7 separate regions of the Mus musculus genome follow, and regions 2, 3, 4, 5, 6 and 7 are each linked to region 1. A link is a contact called in public HiChIP or PLAC-seq and promoter capture Hi-C data. All regions are on one chromosome and are shown on one strand. The core of a region is the stretch at or near the end of the contact, and the rest is flanking DNA. Distances in the headings are between cores, read along the strand shown.

Region 1 (3,325 bases), core at 284-2,783:
CACTTCAGTGGCAGGAGCAGGAGTATCCAAGCTTCAAGCCTACCTGCACTACTACATAAGGAGCCCGTCATAAAGCCAAACACAAACCAAAAAGTTGTCATTTACAGTCCATATGAAACATTACATAGCTATAAAAACCTGCTTGTGCTGGGCAGTGGTGGCACATGCCTTTAATCCCAGCACTTGGAAGGCAGAGGCATTGAGGTCTGTGAGTTCTAGGCTAGCCTGGTCTACAGAGCTAGTTCTGGGATAGGCAGGGATTCAACAAAGGAGGCCTGTCTCAAAAAACAACACACACACACAAAATAAAACAAACAATAATCAGTTGTGGAAGGGAAATGTTCAGGTTGTAATAGATGCATTGTTTGTAAGAACAGAAGGAAAAAGCCTGCACTCAGAGGACAGAGCTAGTTACGGGACAGCCAAGGATATCCAAAAAAACCCCTGTCTCAAAAAACAACAATTATAAAAGCAAAGAATAACCAACTGTCATAGGGAAACCGTCTAGGTTATAACAGATACAACGTAAGCCTGCTGCACTCAGCAGACAGAGGCAGGAGGGCTACCCAATCTTGGTAGAAAACAAACATCAAAACAAAAAACATCCACCGGATGGGCAGAGGTGGCACACATCTTTAATCCCAGCACTTGGGAGGCAGAGGCAGACAAGCAGATCTCGCTGAGTTCAAGGCCAGCCTGGTCCTACAAGAGCAAGGCTACACAAAGAAACCCTGTCTCAAAAACAATCAAACAAACAAACAACACATCCTACTAAATGTTATTTAAGGGAGATAATTCAGTATGCAATAATTCCTTAAAAGGAAAGGCTAAGCGCTGGGTCTAGGTCCTGGTCTCTCTTTTAAAAAGATGTGAGCCAGGGGCTACAGGGTATGACCTCGTCTCCTAAATTAATAAAATAAATAAAAGTTAAATAAAGAGAGATGCGTCATTATTGAGTCATGGAGGGCACATTAGGCAGGGAAGCCGGATGCAGTGTGTTAAGAACGTGGAGGACTTCTGGACCACAGCCAGAAATGGAAAACCATGATAAGCGGACCCTCTGCTATACTGCTTGATTATAAAATGTCATCCGATGCAACGTCCACACAAATCACGAGTGGTGTCACTGTTAACACAGGAGTCCTCGTAGGATGTGATGTCACCATCGTTGACACTACTTTACGGGGAGACGCGGTGATAGTGACAGAAACCCAAAACATCCGGTTCGTTAGGGCGGCGACCTAAGGCTGACTGCGCAGGGCCGCGGCGCGTTCCCGGACCGTCTCGGGGGTTGGAAACTGAGGACCGGCGTCGCGAGGCCAGGTTAGGGCCGAGGCGGCGGCGCGCGGACCGGGGTGCCTGTTCGCACCGACGACGTCCGCGCCCCGGCCTTCCCCCGACACTCACCTTCATCACCGCCAACCCCGGAGGCCATCGCGGCTCGGCCAGGACCTCCATGGCCGCACCTGATGAGACCGCCAGCTACCGGCCCGCCACGCAGCTCCTCTACTCGAAATTCCCCGCGCTACACCGTACGTCAGCTACGTGCGGCGCGCTCGCGGCGAGCGCACGGCATGCTGGGAGCTGTAGTTCTTGTGCGTTGGACGTTAGCGGCTTCGGAAGACCGAAGGGGAAAAAGTGAGACATTCCAGGGCGTAGCCTGGAGCGATGCAGGCGTTTGGACCTCTTGGATCCCGAGAGACAAGAAGATAAGTGAAAGATTAAAAGCAGCTTTAATCTGTCTTATAAAATGAATAAACAAAAGATTCCGGAAGGTGATTGAATATTAGGAAAAAGAAACCAAATGAAGCCTAAGCCTTGGTAGAGAGTTCAAGATCTAGGCTCAGGTCTTCCCTCTTCAGGTAGTAATCTCTGGTTGCTTTAGAGATCTGTCTTGCTCCTTGAAAATATCTAAAGTTACACTTCTGTCTCAACTCCTCTTTCTGTAAGCATCCACGAGAGCCACATAGAGCCTCTGTTCTTCAAAGGTAACCACGGCTAATATTGGCACTTAGTTCTCAGATAGTCCCCATGTATAAAAGGACCAGTGTTAGCAAAGAGTGTTATTAAATCAGTTTAACAGGAACCCACATTCTTTTTTATCAAATTACTCCATCTACTTGAGAGGCTCCTCACCCTCTTCCATCTCCCAGGTGACGCCTTATCTCCCGGACCTGTCTCCAGAAAGGTTCCTTTTAGGCTCATTTAACCAGAGCTCCATTATCTGGATGTGGAACGCTGACCAACACACAGCCAGCCTGGCTACTCAGTTCAGCACTCATCTTCTGCCTTCTGTGGGCCTCCGCTGTACTAGGTCTCAGGGGCCACAAGTTGGTCCAGATGACTCGCAAGACAGAATCCCGAAGCTTGCGGTATCACTGATACCCCGGTGGCCCACACATTCACCGATTCAACATGTATGTTTTGAAGACTTACAATGGACCAGGCATGTGAGCTCTCCTGGAAAGTAGGGGGAGAGATGTGGCTGTTACAGACACTTTACAGGTGTGAAGACTAAAACCCAGCAGGTTAGGAATTCATTCTTTTGAGTTTTTATCATAAAATAATCCCTGTAATCTGAGCCAATTAATTTTTCCTAGCCTACAGTCACAGATGAACTGTGCAACACCAACACAAACAACATTTAGGTGATAGTTTACTTATTACAGTAATAGCTAACACATATTAGACCACCTGTATTCAAAGCACTCCTGTGGCTTTGGGTTGTTTTGTTTTGTTTTGTTTTTGCATCATGCACTTACTTGGTTTACTCATTATTCAAAGGAAAGAAAAATGGGTAATTGGTGCAGAGCATTCTGCAGCTAAGTAGAAGCAGGGCTTGAACTCAGGATGTTGGGCTTTTGAGCATATAAACTACCACAGAATCGTCTCATAAGAGTCTGTCTGGTCAAGACAGTTCTTTCCGCATGCAGATACGGAACCCAGTGTCAGAACAGCAAGAGGATTCAGACACTGAATCTAGCAAGTCGGCAGCCAGGAGGTAAATGGCAGATTAGATGCAAGGTGGATTTGTACCAACCCATCAGGGGAGAGTACTCACATGAACTCTAGGTTGAGTTGGGTGCTGCTGGATAGTTCTGGGAACATCGGAGGGGCAGGTGGCAGATTAGATGCAAGGTGGATTTGTACCAACCCATCAGGGGAGAGTACTCACATGAACTCTAGGTTGAGTTGGGTGCTGCTGGATAGTTCTGGGAACATCGGAGGGGCAGGTTGCCGTGCAAAGATACGGCAATAACAAAAAAGCAAGTTTGCCATAGTTATTCCTTTAGGGTTCTCTTTGGATACTGGGCAATTAGGTTAA
Region 2 (3,325 bases), core at 397-2,896, 930 kb after region 1:
TAAAAATTCAAGAGAATTTAGAAGCCCTGGAGAGCTGACTCAGTGGTTAAGAGCACTGGTTGCTCTCACAGAGGACCTGGGTTCAATTCCCAGTTCCCACAACAGGCAGCTCACAGCGACTTCTGACTCCAGCTCCAGGAAATCCAATCCTCCCTGTGTTCATCAGCCCCTGGATGAGCTCACACATGCACACCCGTACATTTTTAATTTTTTGTTTATTTATTTACTTTGGTTTTTTGGGTTTTTGAGACAAGGTTTCTCTGTCTGTCCTGGAACTCACTTTGTAGACCAGGCTGGCCTCGAACTCAGAAATCCTCCTGCCTCTGCCTCCCAAGTGCTGGGATTAAAGGCGTGCGCCACCACTGCCCGGCCCGTACATTTAAAAAAAGCTCATCTGATGAAACTTCTGCCAGAAATGTCTATGGAAAAATGGCACTGAATGTTATCTGATAGTAGTTGTATGCTAATTCTTTGAACCAGTCATGGTAGCACATATCTAGAATGCCAGTACTTGGGAGGCAGACACAGGAGTGCCACTAATTTGAGGCCAGCCTGGGCTATATATATTCAGCTGCAAGGCAATGGGAACTATGCAATAAGTCTGCGTCTAAAAAGAAAAAGACAAAATATTTTAAAATTCTATTCACAAACATAAAAAAGTTTGAAAGGAAACAAAAACTGGTAATACTGTTTTCTGGGAATGCAGATGGAAAAGGAGGGAAAGTTTTACTTTTGTACTCTGGAAGACATTTTGAAATGTGTAGTTAAAAATAGAGACAGACTCAAACTCATCAATGAGAAAAACTTTAAATAATAGCATAGGTGGGCCCGGCAGCGGTGGTACTCAGCTTTTATATCAACACTTGGGAGGCAGAGGCAGGAGATTGGAGGTCAGACTGGTCTACAGAGTGAGTTCCAAGAGAGCTGGAGCTACCCAGAGAAACCCTGTCTTGAAAAACCAAAAAGCAAAGGCAGAAGGGGAAATATGGCAAGCCCGTGGAGATCTTAAGAGAAGAAATTAAATTTAAGTACACTCAAAAAAAAAAAAATATATATATATATATGAGGCTCATGCCTGTAATTCCAGCACTCTGGAGTCAGAGGCAGGAGATCACTCTTAAGTTTGAAGCTGGTTTGGTCTGTACACGGAATTCCAGACCAGCCAGGGGGAAACAATGCTACCCAAAAAAAAAAAAAAAAAAAAATCCAACTGCCCTTGGTCCCTGTTCTCTGGAGTCTGAGGCAGGGAGATCTTTGAGTTCAGGACAAGCCGGATATACATAATGAGTTCTAGGCCTACATAGTGAGACCCTACCTCAAAGCAAGTCTTTCTGGCATGGAGATAACGGCTTTAATCCCAGTACTCTGGAAGCAGAGGCAGGCAGATCTCCGAGAGTTCGAGGCCAGACTGATCTAGGGTGTGAGTTCCAGGACAGCCAGGATTACACGAAGAAACTCTATCTTGGGGGAAAAAAAAAAAAGAAGGAAAAAGAAAAGGAAAGGAAACAAACAGAAACCCAACTGTAGGAGGTGGAATTTATAACCCGGGGCTCCGCCGCGGCCCCGCCCCGCCGCCCCGCCGCCCCGCCCACTGCTGCGGCCCCGCCCACCGCCGCGGCCCCTGGCTCCGTGCCGCCCCGCCCCCCAGTTTGAGGGCTCCCGGCGGCCATTTCCGCCTTCAAGTTGCCCGGAGCGCGTCTGGGACCGGCAGACCTGTCCCGGAGCGCGTAGATCCGCACGCACGCACGCGCCGCCCACGTCCAGCTTGCGAATCCGAGGGACCCGTTCCAATAATGCCCCGGAAGGCAGCCAGTCCAGAGGAGGCGGCGGGGGAGCCCGGTCCTGAGGAGATGGAGGCTGGGCGGCCGCGGCCGGTGCTGCGCTCGGTGAACTCGCGCGAGCCCTCTCAGGTCATCTTCTGCAACCGCAGCCCGCGCGTCGTGCTGCCTTTGTGGCTCAACTTCGACGGCGAGCCTCAGCCCTACCCGATCTTACCACCGGGCACCGGCCGCCGCATCCACAGCTACCGAGGTACGAGCCGCGCGCTAGGCCGCTGCTGCTGTAACAGGCGGGGCGCTTTCTCTCCGACCCCGAGCATCTTGTCCCTACCCACTGCATCTACCCCGAGAAAATGCCCGGCCCCTACCAGTGATTTCGGATGCAGTGTTAACCCAGTTCCCGGTCAGGTTCGGCATGCGAACCTGCCTTGGTGATGACAACTTGGAGGGTTACAGACAAAAAAAATGTATGAACAGACAAGAACCAGCCTGTGTCATAATTGCTGCGCTAGGCACCGAGCTTAGAGGTTTGCGAAAGCATGGGCAGAGTGTGGGTGCGTCCAGGTGAAGAAAGAGCACGCAGCTTAGGAGAACCGGAGTAGGATAAGTCAGCTGAGGGAGTTAACAGTTGTAGTTGGGGGATCACCTTTACCGATTGGCGTCTTGGCCGAAAACAAGTGAGTATGGGATAACGGGTTGAACTCTCGATCTTTCTGCCTTCGCCACTGATTTCAGGTTTGTACCAAGCCTGACCACGTAAGCTTATTAACTGTGACAAGCATCAGTGGAAGTCAGTCAGTTCTATCAGTGTCATGACTGGATGGCTATGAAAAACAAGTGAAGCCGCTCTCAGGTGTACAATCCCCAGGACTCAGAAAACCGAGGCAAGATGACTGCACCAGGCTTTTTTGGTTTGCCGCCAAACAGTGAGAGAAAAAGTTCAAAAGTTGATTTTAGCCGTAGTGAATTGGGGCTGTTTGACATTGCCTTATTTATGTATTGAAAAAAAATGTACCCAGATCTGTGTGTGGTAGCCCAGGACTCAGGAGGCCAAGACAGAAGGATTTCACTGAGTGCAAGTCCAGCCTTGGCTAAGCCCCAAGATTGTGTCTGAAGCAACCAGCCAGACAGCTGAGTGATGTGGGAATTTTGTAGATCAGGCTGGCCTCTCACTGAAATCCAACTTCCTTCTGCCCCCTGAGTACTGGGATTAAAGCAAAGGCCTTTGTCACCAAGGCCGGTTTATACTGCTCTTTCAGGGTTAGCTTCTCAGTACCCAGGTCAGGCAGCTCACAAGTTTCCATTACTCCAGCTCCAGGGATCCGAGGTCCCTGCTCTTACTTGGGAAAAGAAACCCTAACCTTGGCAGTTTGAATAAGAGTGACTCCTATAGGCTAATATATCTGAATGCTTAGGGTGTAGTCCTAAGGATTAGTTTGAAAGTGGTGAAGGATGAGTAGGTGTGGCCTGGTTGGAGGAAGTGTGCCACTAGGGATGGGCTTTGAGGTTTCAGAAGCCTAAACCAAACTCACAATCTCACTGGCTAC
Region 3 (3,325 bases), core at 507-3,006, 910 kb after region 1:
AAGCCCACGCCCACAGTGACACACCCACTCCAACAAGGCCACACCTTCTAACAGAGCCTCTCCCCCATGGGCCTAGCATTCAAACTTTTATTCAGGCCAGACCTATTCAAACCACCACACATGGACTGACTAGACCATTGTTTGGACAAGCCTTCTTCTGCCTTAGTCTCTTGAGTGCTGAAATTATAAGCATGTACGACTACGTTCCTTTAACGATTTTTTTTTAATGAAACGATTAGGTAAAAAGGTTGGAGATTATTTTTGCAGTTCTTGATAGAAATGGAATGAGTTTACACTGTGACTTACCATTTTGCTTCAGCCGGTCCATCATTGGGTATTAGCATTAAAAATGTATTTGGCAGCTTGGCGTGGTGGCGCATGCCAGCACTCGGGAGGCAGAGACAGGCGGATATCTGAGTTCGAGGCCAGCCTGGTCTACAAAGTGAGTTCTAGGACAGCCAGGGCTACACAGACAAACCCTGATTTGGAAAAAGAAAGAAAGAAAGAAAGAAAGAAAGAAAGAAAGAAAGAAAGAAAGAAAGAAAGAAAGAAAGAAAGAAAGAAAGAAAGAAAGAAAGAGAGAAAGAAAGAGAGAGAGAAAGAGAGAGAGAAAGAGAGAGAGAGAGAGAGAAAGAGAGAGAAAGAGAGAGAAAGAGAGAGAAAGAGAGAGAAAGAGAGAGAAAGAGAGAGAAAGAGAGAGAAAGAGAGAGAAAGAGAGAGAAAGAGAGAGAAAGAGAGAGAAAGAGAGAGAAAGAGAGAGAAAGAGAGAGAAAGAGAGAGAAAGAGAGAGAAAGAGAGAGAAAGAGAGAAAGAGAGAGAAAGAGAGAGAAAGAGAGAGAGAAAGAGAGAGAAAGAGAGAGAAAGAGAGAAAGAGAGAGAAAGAGAGAGAAAGAGAGAGAAAGAGAGAGAAAGAGAGAGAAAGAGAGAGAAAGAGAGAGAAAGAGAGAGAAAGAGAGAGAAAGAGAGAGAAGAGAAAGAAAGAAAGAAAAGTATTTTGCTCATTTGGTAAATATGGAGATTCAGAGTTGGTGGGACACCTCGAACAATAAAGACACTGAAGCTGATGATCTGAGTGTTCAGTCCCACAAGATGGAAGGTGAGGAACCCACTCCTGCAAGTTGTCCTGTAACTTCCGCCCGCGTGTTGTGCCACGTAAGCGCTCACATATAATACGAATAAAATAATTTTAACCTGGCGGTGGTGGCCACATTTTTAATCTCAGCACTCCGGAGGGAAAGGCAGGCTGATCTCTGTGAGTTCGAGGCCAGCCTGGTCTACAGAGGGAGTACAAGGACAGCCAAGACTACACAGAGAGACCCTGTCTCGAAAAACAACAACAACAACAAATTTTAAAAGAAAACGAGAATGAACAGAGTTGTGACCCAAGCATGACAAGCATTCTGAATAAACGGGATTCGTGGACTGTGCCCATCACAGCTAACAAGGTGCAAGAGAGCTTGGAGCAACCCTTAGGCGGAGGTGGGAATGTGTGGGCGCCCCCTAACGACAAGATCCGCTAGTGGTCAGCGGGTGCTTGTAACCGGGGACAGGGTAGCTCTTAGTCTTCACATCGCGAGTGGAGGAATCTTGTTTACCCCAGCGTGGGAGCCAAGCTAGAGCGCAGGGATTAGAGTGCGCACGCGCGTCGCTCTGCCAGCCCTTTCTGGGGCTCGAACACTCGGGTACTGGCTGGCGGCGCAGGCGCGCTGGAGGCCTGTAGAGGTCGCGGCGCCTGCGCAGTCACTCTTCCTCAGGCGGCCGCCATGGCGGGACAAGAGGATCCGGTGCAGCGGGAGATTCACCAGGACTGGGCGAACCGGGAGTACATTGAGATCATCACCAGCAGCATCAAGAAAATCTCAGACTTTCTCAACTCTTTCGGTCAGCGGGCGAGCAGGGGAGGCTGGGAGGAGGGAGGCCTGGGAGGCGGCCGGCGGCGGGGAGGAGAGGCGCGCCGCCCTGGCTACTCGCTTCCTCTTTGGCTGCCCGCCGGCCCCAGTGCCCTCACCCCGAGCCTCACTGGGCCGTTTCCGAGGGTCTACCCTGCCCGTTGCCATGCCCCACTTGCGCTCGTCAGCACGCCCACTGTCCAGCCTCTTAGGCCCATCCATCATCCGCCCCGGTTTGCGCCGCGCTTCCGTGCCAGTCTTCACTTGGCAGGCAGTGCGCAGCCGTGTCACGGTCACGGTCGCGCTTACTGTTGAGAGACTCCTGCTCGTTGTCCATCTCCTTCAGGAAGAAGTCCGAACCCCTTTGATGTCATGCCTTCTATTGCTCCCGTTTAACCACTCCCGGCAGGTTCATTCATCCCCGGCTCGATTTGGTGCTAGTGCTGAGGGTTGTAAGGGATGGGGCCCGCTCGGGCCTTGGGAATGGCTTTTCTAGCCCTGTATCTGCTTCATGGTAGGTGCTCTGGATGCTTCTGTCTGGCTCCTCGGATTTTACAGGGCAGATGGTTTCAGCAGAGTCCACTTTTCCAAAAAACTATTCCTAGGTGTGGCCGGCTAGTGACAGTCTTGATTTCTTTCTGCGTGCGTTCCTAGCCTTCTGGACTGAAAACCTGTTACAGACTTCTTATGGTCTCCGGAAGGGTTCTTTCAGGGACCTTCTTACACAATACAAGACGTGCAGATGGCATCCAGTGATCTTTTTCACTAGAGTGCTTTGGTTCTACTAATTAGCAACTTTCAGCATCTTGGGGAGAAAGTGCTGTATTTTGAAAAAAATTAAAGTGAATCGTATATTTTCTAGCTAAAGACCCGATGAGTCCTAAGTAGTATGATAGAAGGTAACCGAACAGTAGCTTCAATTACGGGGTGTAGTTCAGGGATTGGGCTCCTGAGTGGTAAGCACAAGACCCCGGCATCCCCCACTTCTTAGAGTTTTCTTTCTCTCTCTCCTTTTTTTTCCTCCTTTTTTTGTGTTTTGTTTTGTTTTTTGGTTGGTTGGGGGTTTTTTGTTTTGTTTTGTTTTTGTTTTTTGAGAAAAGAGAACAAAAAGGAAATTGGAAATGCATCATTAAGGGGCAGGGGATGCCTAGTCTGTAGAGTATTGGCCTAGCACCCACACACCATGCCTTTAATAGCAGCACTCAGGATGCAGAGGCAGGAGGACCAGGAGGAACTCCCAAGTCATCTGCTTCATAGAGAGTTTTGAGTCCAGCCTGGTAGAGCAAAGCAAACATCAGCAGGCGTAATTGGTTCTTACACAGGTCTGCTGGCAGTGAGGAACATGGTAACCCTTCCCTGTTATATGTGGTGGCTCATACCTGTACTCTTAGCACTGGAGAGACAAGGGCTGGAAGAGTGCTATGCATTTGAGGCCA
Region 4 (3,325 bases), core at 545-3,044, 830 kb after region 1:
AGCTGGACATTTTGGGGGACAGACTCTCATGTGCACCAGCCTGACCTCCAGTCTATAGGTAGCTTGCTTGAGCTTCTGATCTTCCTACCTCCATCTTTGAGTCCTGGCATTACAGGCTTACACTGCCATAGCTGGCTTATGCTGGGGTAAGGAACCCAGGGCTTCAAAGCCAGCTGTCCAAGCACTGTACCCAACTGAGTTACATCACAGCCTCATTGCAGAAGAAGTGTTTTTAGGGCTGGAGAGATGGTTCAGCCATTAAGAGCACTGACTGCTCTTCCAGAGGTTCTGAGTTCAAATCCCAGCAACCACATGGTGGCTGCAACCATCTATAGTGAGATCTGATGCCCTCTTCTGGTGTGCCTGAACACAGCAACAGTGTGCTCACATACATAAAATAAATCTTTTTTTTTTTAAAGTGTTTTTAATTTAAGGTGATCTTTAAATCACCAGCAAATGGAAATCCAGTATTACTTGCCACAAAAAGAAAGTAACTTTTAAATACGATAAAATGAGGTTTTTTTTTTTTTTTTCTTCTTCTTCTTTTTTTTTGGTTTTTCGAGACAGGGTTCCTCTGTATAGCTCTGGCTGTCCTGGAACTCACTCTGTAGACCAGGCTGGCCTTGAACTCAGAAATCCACCTGCCTCTGCCTCCCAAGTGCTGGGATTAAAGGTGTGTGCCACCACGCCCGGCAAAATGAGGTTTTTGTTTTGTTTTGGTTTTTGTTTTCTGTTCTCTGCAGAAACGTTTGAAACGTTTCTCTTCATTAAAGTGATTCCTATGTGATCTGGACAAGTCAAGGAACCAGCAGCACTGTCTTCAGCTAGTCTCTGAAAATGACTAGAATAAGTGATTGAAAACTGTTACTGATTTTAATGTGAAGTGGCTGAAGTTATGTCAAAGTTCTGTCTCCCACAGAAAAGCACTGTAAGAAGGCAAGTGAGGAGAGGAGGCAGGTGGAATGGTCCATCGCAACTCCTCACACGTCTCTGTGGTAGTCTCCAAGCTTTGGAGGCACTTTATACCTTAGCATCTCAGCAGATCACTACAGTTCTTTGGTAGTGTAGATTATGAAATTCACTTGCCTGGATGTTAGCAGGACTCAAGGGAATATTGCATCTGACTCTCAGTGGGTACTCTTAATAACGGAATGGAGCAGGATAGTTCAGAGAGAACCTCACTGACGGTTGGCAACTAGCCTAACAATATTAAGAACGTTTTCTTAAACACTTAGTACATGCAAGGCCCTGGGCTAAAGGCTTTTAGGTATCATCCAATCTAACATCTACATGCCTGCTCTCTCTATTAGGTAGGTACTGAGATTATTCCCATTTTACTGACAAAAATGAAACACAGCTAACCGCCAAGGTCAACCCGTAGGGGCGCGATGAAAACTCAGTTAAAGTGATACAATCAATCCCTGCACTTTCTTGACCAAGGTCACCCGGGAGTGAGGTCAGCAGGATAGGGTGAGGGTACTGACCTGTCAGACACTTGTTCCTGGGTGAGCTTCTTGTCGCTCTGCAGTAGGATTGACACGTAGTGGCGGATCATGCCCACGAAGAAAGTGATGATAACGATGGGCAGGACCACCCAGAGGCGGATGTTGGAGTCAAGCAGCAGCTCGGGCCCCGCCATCTTCGCTGAGAGTTCGCTGCGGGTCGGGAGGAGTTGGGTTCCTCCCGGCTTTCGGCTCCGGGCCTTCACCCGCCCCTCAGTCTGGCTGGCGTGGAATCTGGGGCAGCCTAGCTTTCTCCGCGCACTGTTTCCAGCTGGGCCGCCAGGCCGTCAACTTCCGGTGCGGGCGAGTAACGTCACGCCACGGCGCGGCTTTGATGGCGTCAGAGCGCCGTTCTTCTAGCGGGAAAGTCGAAAACGAAGGGAAGCAACTGGCGGGTCCCCAGGTTAGTGGCTTTTTAGGCTTTCCTGGGAGCGAGATGGTATCTCTCCGAAGTCAGACGGCCCTGACTTGTTCTAGTGTTTCCCTCTGAAAAGTGGCTGTCAGTGATTACATATTATTGTAGGAAACGCATAATAAGAAATCTCGTATAATAAGAAATTTGAACCTGTTTTTAGTTTTTGAGGCTTTTTTTTTTTTTTTTTTGGCAAGACTTATTTAATGTATATGTATGATTTGACCTTCTGTGTTTATGTGCACCACATGCATATAGGAACCCGAAGGGGCGCAGGATTCCCTAGAACTGGAGTTACAGGCAGTTTTGAGCCGCATGTTTGAATGGGAACTGAACCTGGGTCCTCTGCAAGAGCAGTAAACGCTCTTAATCCCAGAGCTGTCTCACCAGCCCAGGAACGTTAATCCTTAATAGAAACCATTGCCCTAGTCTGGAGAGATGGTTTGGAGGTTAAGAGCACTGGCTGCTTCTCCAAAGGTCCTGAGTTCAATTCCCCTTAACCACATGGTGGCTCATAACCATGTATAATGAAATCTGATACCCTTTTCTGATGTGCAGACAGAACATTGTATACACAGAAAAATAAAGAGAGAGAGAGAGAAGCTGGGTGGTGGTGTCACTTGAGAGACAGAGGAAGTTGGATCTCTGAGTTCGATCAAGGTCAGCCAGTCCTCAGAGTGAGAGAAACCCTGTCTCAAACAAAAGAAAGCAAAACAAAAAAACAAAACCAACCAAATAAAAAACAGTAATAATAATAATAGCCCATAGTCTTGGCTTTTAGGAGGTGGAGGCAGGAGAAGTTGCCTTTGGCTATGTATGAGTTCAAGACCAAACAGCTACACAAGACCCTAGAAGTTGAAAGTAAGACAAAACCCACAGATTCTGGCCTGTCTAAGAACCAAAAATAAATGAACAAAACAAGGAGTACAGATTCTGGAACCAGACTTTTTAGAGTTAGAACCTCAGCCCTTCCCCTGATTAGGAGACTAGTAATGGTATCTTTCTTAAGTTAGCATGTGAGAAATATGTAGATTATAATTAGAGCATATAAGACAAGGTTGTTTGTTTGTTGGTTATTGAGATAGGGCCTCACTGTATATCTGAAGCTGGCCTAGAATGTAACTGGTAACTATGTAGACCAGCCAGTCCAATTTACATGGTGGAATCCTGTCTTAAAAATAAATACGTACTAGAAAAATAGCTCAGTGGTTAAGAACACTTGCTGCTCTGCAGAGAATCTCGGCTCCTTTCCCAGCACCCACATAGTGGCTCATAACTATCTGTAACTTCACTTCTGGGGGCTCTAATACTCTCTTCTGGCCTATGCAGGCATCCAGTGTGTACATGGTCCACAGTCGTATGCACAGGCAAATCATCATACACCTAAGATTTAGATATTTTAAAAATAAAA
Region 5 (3,325 bases), core at 247-2,746, 810 kb after region 1:
GACTCAGGAGCAGGCGTGAACTCAGTGAGTTCAGAACACCTCTTTTGGGGTGGCTGGTGGTCAGCAGGCAGGGGCTAGTCAGCAAGGGCTCCTGTGAACCATCACGTGGATTGGAGAGCTCCGACAGGAGGCGGTCTGAGAAGCAGTGTTTTTTAAAGGGAAAGAGGTCGGCATCATGTCCAGGGACAATTGGAGGGTAGTTCGTATTAGCCTAGACACTCCTCTCCAGGGATGCCTTCTGTTCCTGGCTCTCCCTATCCGGAGCAAAGCTCCCTTGTATATCATCTCCTGTCTGCCGCTGGCCTGGGGCTCCTGTCTTTTTCCTTTACACCTCCAGCCCCTGTACAATCCGGGCCCAGGTAGATATATTCCCAAGAGGTCCCTATTCCTAAGTCCATCCTTAAGTAGGCCAGGGAGGTAGGAGGGATCAGCAGTGGCCAGCCAGCTGAGGGCCAGCTGTGTTAGGGGCAGGTGCTGTGTCCTTTTCCTCTTGGACACAGCCACCTTTGGTGGCTCAGACACTAGGAGAAGTTAGAGGTAACCCCAGAGACTCTTCCGAGGAGTACCCCTAGGCTCATCAGAGGTTGTGGGAAGTTTCAGGGGATTCAAAGACCTCTTGGGTCCAGTCACAGCGTTAATTCAGACAGCCTTTAAGTCTTGGTAAGCCCTCTCTCAAACATCTATTAAGCCCCAGGTTCTGCTCATAGGCCAGGCTGGGGTCTGGGGACCCATAAAGTCCTCAGTTCTGAGGCTGGGGATGAGGTGTGCGAAGGAAGGACTTGGGGCCCCTGATATGGATATAGGTTATAATAATACCCTGTGTTGAGCTCTTTGCTTAGTTAGGCCTCTGTTCTAAACCTTCCCATACAGCAGGTGCAAGTACCCATCACACAGGAAAGGAGAGTGGGCAACCAAGAGTCAGAGAGGTTGAGCAACTTGTCCAAGGTCGCACAGCCAGCTGAAAACACATACTAGAGATACTGAAGCCCGTACAGCTCTGTAGACTTTGCAGAGGAGGAGATGGCTGAGCTGGGCCTTCAGTGAATAACATGCCATCTGCCTACCACCCCCGATGCAAGAGATGTGGGCACCCGCAGTCCAGGCAGGAGCTTGCCTAGCATTAGGGTCCCCATGGCTGGACAGTTCTGAGGGGAGATGAGATCAATCAGCCGCAGAGACTAGGGGGTGGGGGGAGCAGGGTGAGGGCCTCTGCAGGACAGCCTGCAGAAGCTGGTCCATCTCGGGTTACCTCTCTTCCTCCTTCTCCAGCTTCTCTCTCCCTGGCTCCATGCCTTCCCGCAGTGTCCCGGGTGGGGTTTGGCACCGTGCAGGCCCATGCCCGCGAAGGGGCTGTAAGCCTTGCTCCTTGCCTTCTTGGGTCCCGCCATCTCCCCTTCCCTCGGCCAGCTCCTCACCTGCGCGCTGCATCCGCAGCCATGCGTTCACCTTGCGCGCGTCCCTGCAGCCGCTCCCGGAGGCGCATCCTCCGAGATGCTCAGGCTTGGCCAGCAGAGCCCGGCTCTGCCGATCTCCTCGTCAAGCCCGCCCACAGGAGCGCGGGATACTTAACCCTTTCCTTTGGGAACGGTCTCTGTTCGCTGCTCCTCACCGCCCCTTTCTCACAAGCAGCACAGCCCAGATGGTGTCAGAGCCCTGTGGGGTTCTGCAGTGTTCCTTCTAGCTACAGCCCGCTTTATTTGCATACCTGCGGGGACTGGGAGCTCACTTTCTCTGGATTCATACAGGCATAGGTAGATCATACATACAGCCTGGCATATCTTCCAGGCTTTTCCCAGAGCATATTAAATAAAAATGAGCCCACGCTTTCTTAATTGCTCTTGTAACTTGCCTTTCTCCTCATCATTTTACAATATATTCTGACACATTTTCGAAGATCTACTTCTTTCTTTTTTCTTCTTTTCTTCTTCTTTCTCCTCACCCTCCTTCTTTTCTATTATTGTTGTTGTTGTTATTTTGGTGTGTGTGTGTGTGTGTGTGTGTTTGTATTTGTGTGGCCTGTGGCATACCACATCATGTCTGTGGAGTCAGTTTTCTCCTTCTGCCTTGTGTATCCTGGGGACCAAACTCAGATCTTCTTTACCTGCAGAAGCAGCTTGCCAGCCCTAGGTCTACTTCTTTCTGGTCTCCGATGTGGTGATTTTCAGCATGTGGTTAGCCGATCATGTAATTTCTTCTGGCCTTTGTGACTGGATACAATACTACCTGAGTCACTGTTCTATTGTTATGAAGAGACACCGTGACCAAAGCAACTGCTATAAGAGAAAGTATTTAATTGGGTGCTTGCTTACAACTTCAGTGGTTTAGTCCCTTATCATCATGTTGGCAGGCACTGGAACAGTAGCTGAGAGCTACATACTGATCAATAGAAACACACACACACAGAGAGACAGACAGACAGACAGACTAGGCCTGGCATGGGCTTTTGAAACCTCAAAGCCTTCCCCATTTGACACACAGCTTCTGTTAAGGCCACACTTTCTAATCCTTCTAATCTTTTCAAAATAGGGCCACTCCCTGATGGCTAAGTATTCAACTATATGAGCTTATGGGAGCCATTGTTATTCAAATCACCACAAATACCTTCTTTATCTTCAGCCTCTAACACTAGCGGGAGAAATGGAGAAGGCTGAACTGTAGCTGACCTTAGGTACTTTCTGGGTTCTTCTCCCACCCCCATCCCCCGCACTTTATCCTCCCACCCCCAGTTTCACCCCCTATCACTAGAGACAGAAAGAAGGATAGAGAAAAGAGAGATCCTTGAATCTAATTTCTTTCCTTTTGTTTGTTCTTTGAGCACAGCTACTAACAAACCACAACCCCCTCCAACCAACAACCACCCACCCCTGCCTCTCCATAGCATTTATACACCCTCTGAAAAGTTCCCAGAATTCCAATGGTCACACAATCACAGAAACTATGCAGCTGGCAAAATGACGTCTCTGCTAGAGCACTAGGCAAATCACAGTCAGCTGTGGCAGACAGTCCAAAGCAGCCCCACCTCCCTACACCTGGGATTAAATCAAAAGCACATTCTTACAATATTTGTGGGTTATTTTTTTTTTAAGAAATCAAAATTCCAGAATTCTTACTGTACCCAACATGGAACTGATGTGATAATCTAGCAGAGGCGTGGTTGGAACTGAGGTTCTGTACAGAGACAATATCAAGTACTCCAGAGGCCTCTCTGCACAGTTCCTAATACTCATGGATATTTTCTTTTTTTTCCCTCCCTCAGTGCTAGGAATTGGACTCAGGGCCTCGAGAATGTGAGTCAAGCACTGTACCATTGACCTCTGTCCCAGTC
Region 6 (3,325 bases), core at 249-2,748, 770 kb after region 1:
TGACCTGCCGCGCCTGCTGAGAGCACTGGATGCTCAGCCTGCCACCCTAGCCTCCAGCTGGAGTCACCTTGGGGCTAAGCGGTGCTTGAAAAACCGTCTGGAGCAGTGTCACCTGCTGGAACTTGAGGCTGCCAAAGATGACTACCAAGGCTCAACCAATAGTCCCTGTGGTTTCAGCTGTCTGTAGCCTCAGCCTGTGTAGCAACAGCAGGAACTCCAGAATGAGGCCTCACACATGTACTCTTTGGGGGTGCTTCTTGTCCCCCAAACCGTAAGACTCACCTTAAGTCCCACACTTGACCAACCTCCCTCACATTTGCTCCCTCTTAGAGTTCCTGAGAGGAACTTGGGCTTTCCTGATAGGTCCTCAGCCCTTTCTGAGAAGGAGGGACGATTTTTCCATTTCTTTTCAAAACTGAAAAAAAAAAAAAAAAAAAAAAAGACAACCATCTGCATCGAGCACTCCAGTTCAGGCTGGAGGGCTAGGCCAGGATTGGAAAGCAGGGCCTAAGTGTCAAGCGCTTGAAGGGGGTGGGGGCGGGGGGAGGTGCTCTGCTCGGCAGAGTTGAGAGAAACCCCGTCAGCCAGGAGTCCCTCACCTTCCCCAGAGGGAGGCCTCGTCCAGAGGTAGTTTGATTTGTTTGTTTGTTTGTTTGAGACTGAAGCCCACTGTGTAGCCCTTGATGGCCTGGAACAAAGAGGTTTATCTACCTGCCTCTGTCTCCGGAGTGCTAGGATTAGAAGCCTACATCACCCAATTGGTAAGAGAGATGAATAAAAGCAAACGTAGTAGACACATTAAGGAACAGTGTGCTGCTCTTGTGTGCCTGGGCCAGTCAGGAAGCCTGCCCTAAGCTTGTTCTAGAACAGCTCACCAGCCCAAGTCCTTTCATTCCCACAAGCATTGCCTGTGAAAGGCAAGGGGGACCCAGTGCCTCCTGGATCCTCTCCTCACTATGATTCTTCCAAGAGCAAAGGAAAACCGGAAGCTAGGCAGCATGGCCATCGCTCTCCTCCAGTGCCAGCAACAGCTCGACAGAACTCAGCCCAGTAAGGGGTCTCCCGGGCCTCACTGCCCCTCCGTCTCCCCTGAACCTGGGCCAGGCAGTGGGGAGCTCACTTTCTGGTGCCCTTTGACAGCAGCCCGTTGTCTTCAGAGCTCCTGTTTCACGAGGGTCACTGTCACTGAGACCCAGGGAAGAACCTGAGCATAGTAAGAGGGGACCCAGTGGACCTTAGGATCCCAGGGTCATACAGGAAGTGGAAACACCCGGCATGCCACAAGCCTGGGGTCTTTCTGACCAGATCGATCAGAATCTTTGTTTTTTGGTGAGATCCGGGGTAGGAGTTCCTTTACACAGTAGTGAGTCCAGCTGTGCTGCCTTCCCAGGGCTCCTCCCAGCCAGGTACCAGCCAAGGAGGAGGAGGAGAAGCCACCACCCAGGTCCAAAGCTGCTGGCTCCTAAGCCTGGAGTTGGTGGGAGGGACGGGACAGGGCGGGGCGGGAACAGCCACTGCCTGCTGGGAGCCAAATCGAAAGCACTCCAGCTGAAACTGGGCCTGGAGTCCAGGCTCACTGGAGTGGGGAAGCATGGCTGGAGAGGAATTCTAGCCCTTGCTCTCTCCCAGGGACACGGGGCTGATTGTCAGCAGGGGCGAGGGGTCTGCCCCCCCTTGGGGGGGCAGGACGGGGCCTCAGGCCTGGGTGCTGTCCGGCACCTGGAAGATGCCTGTGTCCTGGTTCCTGCTGTCCTTGGCACTGGGCCGAAACCCTGTGGTCGTCTCTCTGGAGAGACTGATGGAGCCTCAGGACACTGCACGCTGCTCTCTAGTGAGTCTGGGACTATGGGAGGCTGGGAAAGGCTCAGAGTTAGAGTTCAGTCTCTGCCTCATCACAGCCCGAGTCTGGCTCCTGTCACTGCCTCTATCAGAACTGCCCTGTCTGGTCTGTCTGGTGCTGATGGGGGAAGAGAAGATGGAAAGGGGACAAGAATTGGTCTTTTCTTCAGGGAAGGGCTTAGGACAAGGAGCGCTGGAAGGAGATAGGCAGTGGCTAGGGGGCTGTCAAGCAAGGAAAGGCGCTTGAATTGAATTGACTTTTTCTTCCTTCCCAGGGCCTCTCCTGCCACCTCTGGGGTAAGTATTGCTACTTGAAAAGAATGACTTCCAGGCGAGCTGAAGGGAAGCAACTGCTGGCGCTCAGCCTGGAAGCTCCCCTGCCCTCTGCAGGTATCACAAACCAAACCAGCTTCCACCCCACCCCTTCACACCCAGATGGTGACGTGCTCTGCCTGCCTGGAAGCCTCCAGTCTGCCCCAGGCCCTGTGCTAGTGCCTACCCGCCTGCAGACGGAGCTGGTGCTGAGGTGTCCACAGAAGACAGATTGCGCCCTCTGTGTCCGTGTGGTGGTCCACTTGGCCGTGCATGGTAAGTGAGGAAGCCCGCCCGTAACTGAGTGCACACATAAGCCTGTCTGGGGAAGGCATGAGGATTGCAGACTCTGGGGACATCTGCAATGTCTAAGATACTGGTCCAGGTACCTCCAGGCCAGCCTGCTCTCCCCCAGGCCTCTGCTTATGCGCCATGGCATCTATGCAAGGGAATCTAAGCCCGAACCAGCCCAGAGCAGATGCCCGACTTGGGCTTTGCTCTCTTCTCTGCTTCTTGCAGGGCACTGGGCAGAGCCTGAAGAAGCTGGAAAGTCTGATTCAGAACTCCAGGAGTCTAGGAACGGTGAGGAGCCAGCTGGCCCAACTACTGCTTCTAGTCAGGGTCTTTCCCGTGGCCCATGGCCTGGCTGACCCCTGCTTGTTGCTCTCAGCCTCTCTCCAGGCCCAGGTGGTGCTCTCCTTCCAGGCCTACCCCATCGCCCGCTGTGCCCTGCTGGAGGTCCAGGTGCCCGCTGACCTGGTGCAGCCTGGTCAGTCCGTGGTATGTGAAGGGCTCCTCCTGAGGAGAAGAGCCACCTCCAGAATCCCAGATTCCCTTAACAATCTCGTGCACTGTTTCCTTAAGTCTTGGGTCTGATCTGAGCAGTGAGGCCTCTTGGCTTTTTTTGTGGTGGTTTTTCTGTCTATAAAATGAGGGTAAGGACACTCCTGGCTCACGTGTGACTGGGTGAGAAGTCACTAAGCAGTCCTCTGGGACAATCTTATTTCATCTTCTCACAGGCGGCACATGAGGCTTCCGGGTGCTTCCATCTCTGCCAACACTTGGCATTTAAAATTTAAAATTTTAGCCATTCTGCCATATATGTCATGGTTTATACCTGGAAATTTGTGTGTGCATGTGTGTGGCAGCAGTATTTATACTTCTAAATTACATT
Region 7 (3,325 bases), core at 554-3,053, 720 kb after region 1:
CGAGATCAGATGCCGCCTTCTGGCCTCTGAGGGCACCAGATACACACTGTGGTGCATAGACATACATGCAGGCTAAACACACTATACACAATAAGGATAACCCCCATCCCCAACTAAAGGCTGGACAGAAACACCAGGACTAGAATCCAGACCTGAGAAACAAGTCATAAGGCCTTTTCTCTCTCCCTCAAGAGAGAGAGCCGAATGCGCTAAGAGTTAACACCAATGTCCAGGGCCTACCATGTATCAGGCATTTGAATAAGACTTTTACTTACAGTGGGTGTAACATACACCCCACACTATCACTTACTTCCCAGGTGCTCGCACAACCTGGAGCTCCTGGTGTTCGAGCCCCAGGGCCTGGCTCAGCTGCGGCAGCACAGATAGCAGCGTCAGCTCTCCTGGTCTCCCTGGGAGGGAAGAGGACAAGCTGCCAGCGTGCCATCCAACCATCTCTACCCCAGCCTTGCCCTCCTCCCTGCCCATGCCCATACCTGTCACAGGCAGACCCTGTGGCTTGTTCAGTGTCACCAGAGGTCCTGAAACAGTTCATGGATGTCAGCAAAAGCAGGGAAGCATGTCTGCATGCAGCCTCGGGGGTGGGGTTGGGGGTGGGGGTTATACAATCCAACCCCACTTTAAATAGCACTTCCTAATCCCTGTACCTCGGAGCCTTCATACCTGCAGTTCCAGGCTTCCATTCCCATTGGCTCCAACATACCTCAGTATAATGTGTGCCCCTCCTACAGTCCTTGACTGTTGCGGGTGGAGGGGGGCTCAAACACCAAGTCAGCCTCAAATTCACTACACAGCTAAGTCTGGTCCTGAACTCCTGATTCTCCTTGCCTCTACCTCCCAAGTTCTGGAATTACAAGTGTGGTTACCACGCCAGCAGCGATTGCTCAGTAATTCTCACATTAGGACGCTGGATCTCGCAAGGCAGGGGCCATATTTATCCCAGAACTGTGAAGCCCCTCACTGCTACATGAACATACAGTCGTGAAGCAACATGTGGGTGCTGACTGCTGGTCCTCTCTGCAAGAGCAGCCATCTAGCCCTCTTATGAAACCAAGAGGCATGCCGCTTACAGAGGCCAGCTATAACTAACCCCAAAGCTTTTTCTGATAGTTAACTTCTGTTACAGCTGCTCTCAGAACACAGGGAGGAGTGAGGTATACACCTCTCCTCGTGATGGTGAGGCTAGGAAGAATGTGACTGCTGGCCTGGCTCCTGCAGCAACAGGGGAGGCACAGGAGCAGCAGGCTCCCCTCACCTTTCTGATCCACCACAGCTGCCCTCAGGACATGAGCCAGCTCCTCCAGGCCGAGGTTCTCCGTCCTCAGCAGCCCCGGGAAGGGCTGGTCCTCGACTAGGTCCTTGTGCTTGCTGGAGCGGTGAGGTTGAGACGGACGCCTGAGAAACATGGTAGAAGCCTGTACCTCCCTCCCTTGCTCACCCTGCCTAGTCCAGCCTCTTCTTAGAACTCCCGGGCTCAGCAGACAGGAGTCCACCTACCCCCCAAGACTTTACCAAAGAGGCACCAAGGCTCAAAGGTCCAATGACCTAGTGCCGGGTCTCACAACATAGTCCGGCTTAGAACCAAGTACTGATCTGAATTTCATGCCTGCCCTCTCCTTGATCTAGTCTCTCCCCATACACGGAAGTGGAGTGTTATAATCACCGGGCCTCGGTGCCGAAGCCGGCATCCCTCTGCCGTGCGCAAGACCCCAGCTCCGGCCGCCAGATCATAGAGACATAACGCAAAACTCTCAGGGCTCCCATTGCCGGGGACCAAGCACAGTACGCATGCGTGTCCACGGACAGCTCAACCCCACCTCCCGTACATCCTCCGTGCGTAGATTGGTCAGGCAGGCTGTCAATCAAGGCAGAGGGCGCTCAGACGAGCGAGAATCCGGGCTTTGCCTCCCCTGTAGAAGAAAAAGTGCCATTTAGGGTTCTGGCTTTTGGGAAAACTGAGGCACGAGGCGGGTTATTTACTCAAAGTAGAGGACGTGTCTTAGAATAAAAAGGGTCGAGAAGACTGTCGTTTCAATTTTGGGGAACCTTAATCTGAAACCCTCCCTTGTAAAACCGAGGGAGAAGAAAGGTGAAGACCGGTATGCAGCCTTTCGGTCAGTACACCTGTCTGAAATTGTAACAGCCTGTGACATAAAAGGTCCCAAAGCTGTGGCTCAGGTGGTAGAGAGGCTACACAAGGTCCTGGGTTCAATTCCCAGCACCGTGTATGTAGGTCACAAAGAACAAGATCACAGATACTGGGTTGGAGACCAGCCTGGGAGATGCGCAAGGCCCCTCTATGAAAAGAAAATCAAGGTAGGCTGGGTGTGGTGGCGCATGCCTGGAACAGAGGCAAGTAGTTAGCTGAGTTTGAGACAAGCCTGGTCTACACAAAGAAAACCAGTCTAAAAAGAAAAAGAAAGAAAAAGAAACGAAAGCTGTGAGTTCCACCCTGGCCAGTATGTCTCAAAAACAAAATACACGGGCGTAAAATGAAACAAAATGGAGACTGGTTAAGATTGCCTGTTGTTGCCGGGCATGGTGGTGCACGCCTTTAATCCCAGCACTCAGGATGCAGAGGCAGGCGGATTTCTGAGTTCGAGGCCAGCCTGGGCTACAAAATGAGTTCCAGGACAGTCAGAGCTATACAGAGAAACCCTGTCTCAAAAAAACAAAACAAAACAGAACAAACAACAGGATTGCCTGTTGTTTTCAGCACCCACAGCCTTGGACTCAAAACCTCCTTTAACACCTGTCCAAACACACAGACATATGTACATAATTAGCAATAAAATAGACCAGACCTTTAATTCCAGTATCGGTCTACATAACCCTGTCTCAAAAAAAAATACAAAAGATAGTAACAATTTTATGCGCATAATAAAAACAGTGAAATAGAAATAATGACTGAAAATAAAAAGAAAGTCTCTTTTTGTTTGTTTGTTTTGTTTTTCGAGACAGGGTTTCTCTGTATATCCCTGGCTGTTCTGGAACTCACTTTGTAGACCAGATTAGACTGGCTTCGAACTCAGAAATCCGCCTGCCTCTGCCTCCCAAGTGCTGGGATTAAAGGCATGTGCCACCAGGCCTGGCGAAAGTGTCTCTTTTTAAAAAGCAGTGGGGTATAGTGGCACACACCTTTAATCCCACCACCGAGGCAAGAGCAAGAGGATCTGTCACCAAGCTCCCAGGCCTGAGAGCCTTCCTGAAAGGACTCCAGTACTAGCCTGTGGATTCTGGTGGGGGAATCAGAGGGGTGCGATGCTCCTTCCCTCCCTTCATTTAGAGGGGGAGGCTGCCTCCTGCA

What was found. Promoter capture Hi-C pulls out the DNA fragments that hold promoters and counts their contacts. HiChIP or PLAC-seq counts read pairs in DNA pulled down with a chosen protein or histone mark.
Region 2: a contact with region 1 is called in a promoter capture Hi-C map of pre-B cells, with 5 times the contacts expected there. The contact joins the promoter of Vhl here to the promoter of Rad18 in region 1. A contact is called at or near these places in 3 of 39 promoter capture datasets (the 3T3-L1 cell line, liver and pre-B cells), 2 of 484 Hi-C or Micro-C datasets (the Ba/F3 cell line and CD4 T cells), 2 of 115 datasets of contacts at active chromatin or transcription factors (memory CD8 T cells and pancreatic cancer cells) and 1 of 9 other capture datasets (liver).
Region 3: a FOXA1 HiChIP or PLAC-seq map of pancreatic cancer cells shows a contact between it and region 1. The contact joins the promoter of Brk1 here to the promoter of Rad18 in region 1. A contact is called at or near these places in 1 of 39 promoter capture datasets (pre-B cells) and 1 of 115 datasets of contacts at active chromatin or transcription factors (pancreatic cancer cells).
Region 4: a promoter capture Hi-C map of pre-B cells shows a contact between it and region 1, with 6 times the contacts expected there. The contact joins the promoter of Emc3 here to the promoter of Rad18 in region 1. A contact is called at or near these places in 7 of 39 promoter capture datasets (the C10 cell line, frontonasal cranial neural crest, hematopoietic stem and progenitor cells and 4 more), 2 of 484 Hi-C or Micro-C datasets (CD4 T cells and muscle stem cells), 1 of 115 datasets of contacts at active chromatin or transcription factors (memory CD8 T cells) and 1 of 9 other capture datasets (liver).
Region 5: a promoter capture Hi-C map of 3T3-L1-derived adipocytes shows a contact between it and region 1, with 2.8 times the contacts expected there. The contact joins the promoter of Prrt3 here to the promoter of Rad18 in region 1. A contact is called at or near these places in 5 of 39 promoter capture datasets (3T3-L1-derived adipocytes, liver, maxillary cranial neural crest and 2 more), 3 of 484 Hi-C or Micro-C datasets (B cells, CD4 T cells and regulatory T cells), 1 of 115 datasets of contacts at active chromatin or transcription factors (pancreatic cancer cells) and 1 of 9 other capture datasets (adipose tissue).
Region 6: a contact with region 1 is called in a promoter capture Hi-C map of pre-B cells, with 6 times the contacts expected there. The contact joins the promoter of Il17rc here to the promoter of Rad18 in region 1. A contact is called at or near these places in 8 of 39 promoter capture datasets (the HPC-7 cell line, cranial neural crest, frontonasal cranial neural crest and 5 more), 4 of 484 Hi-C or Micro-C datasets (B cells, CD4 T cells, regulatory T cells and 1 more), 1 of 115 datasets of contacts at active chromatin or transcription factors (astrocytes) and 2 of 9 other capture datasets (adipose tissue and liver).
Region 7: a promoter capture Hi-C map of pre-B cells shows a contact between it and region 1, with 5 times the contacts expected there. The contact joins the promoter of Rpusd3 here to the promoter of Rad18 in region 1. A contact is called at or near these places in 2 of 39 promoter capture datasets (erythroid cells and pre-B cells), 3 of 115 datasets of contacts at active chromatin or transcription factors (extraembryonic endoderm stem cells, memory CD8 T cells and pancreatic cancer cells) and 2 of 9 other capture datasets (adipose tissue and liver).

The regions. Positions count from the first base shown.
Region 1 is chr6:112,695,137-112,698,461 of GRCm38.p6, forward strand. Rad18 (RAD18 E3 ubiquitin protein ligase) reads right to left here and starts at 1,534. Exons shown (of 12, transcript NM_021385.2): 1 at 1,408-1,534. The coding sequence starts at 1,458. Gm35824 (a long non-coding RNA gene) reads left to right here and starts at 1,532. Exons shown (of 2, transcript XR_377964.4): 1 at 1,532-3,119; 2 at 3,234-3,325.
Region 2 is chr6:113,622,348-113,625,672 of GRCm38.p6, forward strand. It overlaps Vhl (von Hippel-Lindau tumor suppressor), which reads left to right and starts at 1,647. Exons shown (of 3, transcript NM_009507.4): 1 at 1,647-2,031. The coding sequence starts at 1,794.
Region 3 is chr6:113,603,016-113,606,340 of GRCm38.p6, forward strand. It overlaps Brk1 (BRICK1, SCAR/WAVE actin-nucleating complex subunit), which reads left to right and starts at 1,757. Exons shown (of 3, transcript NM_133937.1): 1 at 1,757-1,881. The coding sequence starts at 1,764.
Region 4 is chr6:113,529,844-113,533,168 of GRCm38.p6, forward strand. Emc3 (ER membrane protein complex subunit 3) reads right to left here and starts at 1,795. Exons shown (of 8, transcript NM_175101.3): 1 at 1,485-1,795. The coding sequence starts at 1,639. It overlaps Fancd2 (Fanconi anemia, complementation group D2), which reads left to right and starts at 1,839. Exons shown (of 44, transcript NM_001033244.3): 1 at 1,839-1,905.
Region 5 is chr6:113,500,435-113,503,759 of GRCm38.p6, forward strand. It overlaps Prrt3 (proline-rich transmembrane protein 3), which reads right to left and starts at 1,497. Exons shown (of 4, transcript NM_001289700.1): 1 at 1,416-1,497.
Region 6 is chr6:113,469,957-113,473,281 of GRCm38.p6, forward strand. Il17rc (interleukin 17 receptor C) reads left to right here and starts at 1,499. Exons shown (of 18, transcript NM_178942.1): 1 at 1,499-1,831; 2 at 2,115-2,136; 3 at 2,275-2,427; 4 at 2,671-2,733; 5 at 2,822-2,931. The coding sequence starts at 1,727. Il17re (interleukin 17 receptor E) reads left to right here. Exons shown (of 15, transcript NM_145826.6): 15 at 1-802. The coding sequence ends at 187.
Region 7 is chr6:113,417,537-113,420,861 of GRCm38.p6, forward strand. Rpusd3 (RNA pseudouridylate synthase domain containing 3) reads right to left here and starts at 1,804. Exons shown (of 9, transcript NM_001033204.1): 1 at 1,682-1,804; 2 at 1,274-1,413; 3 at 495-539; 4 at 311-410. The coding sequence starts at 1,782.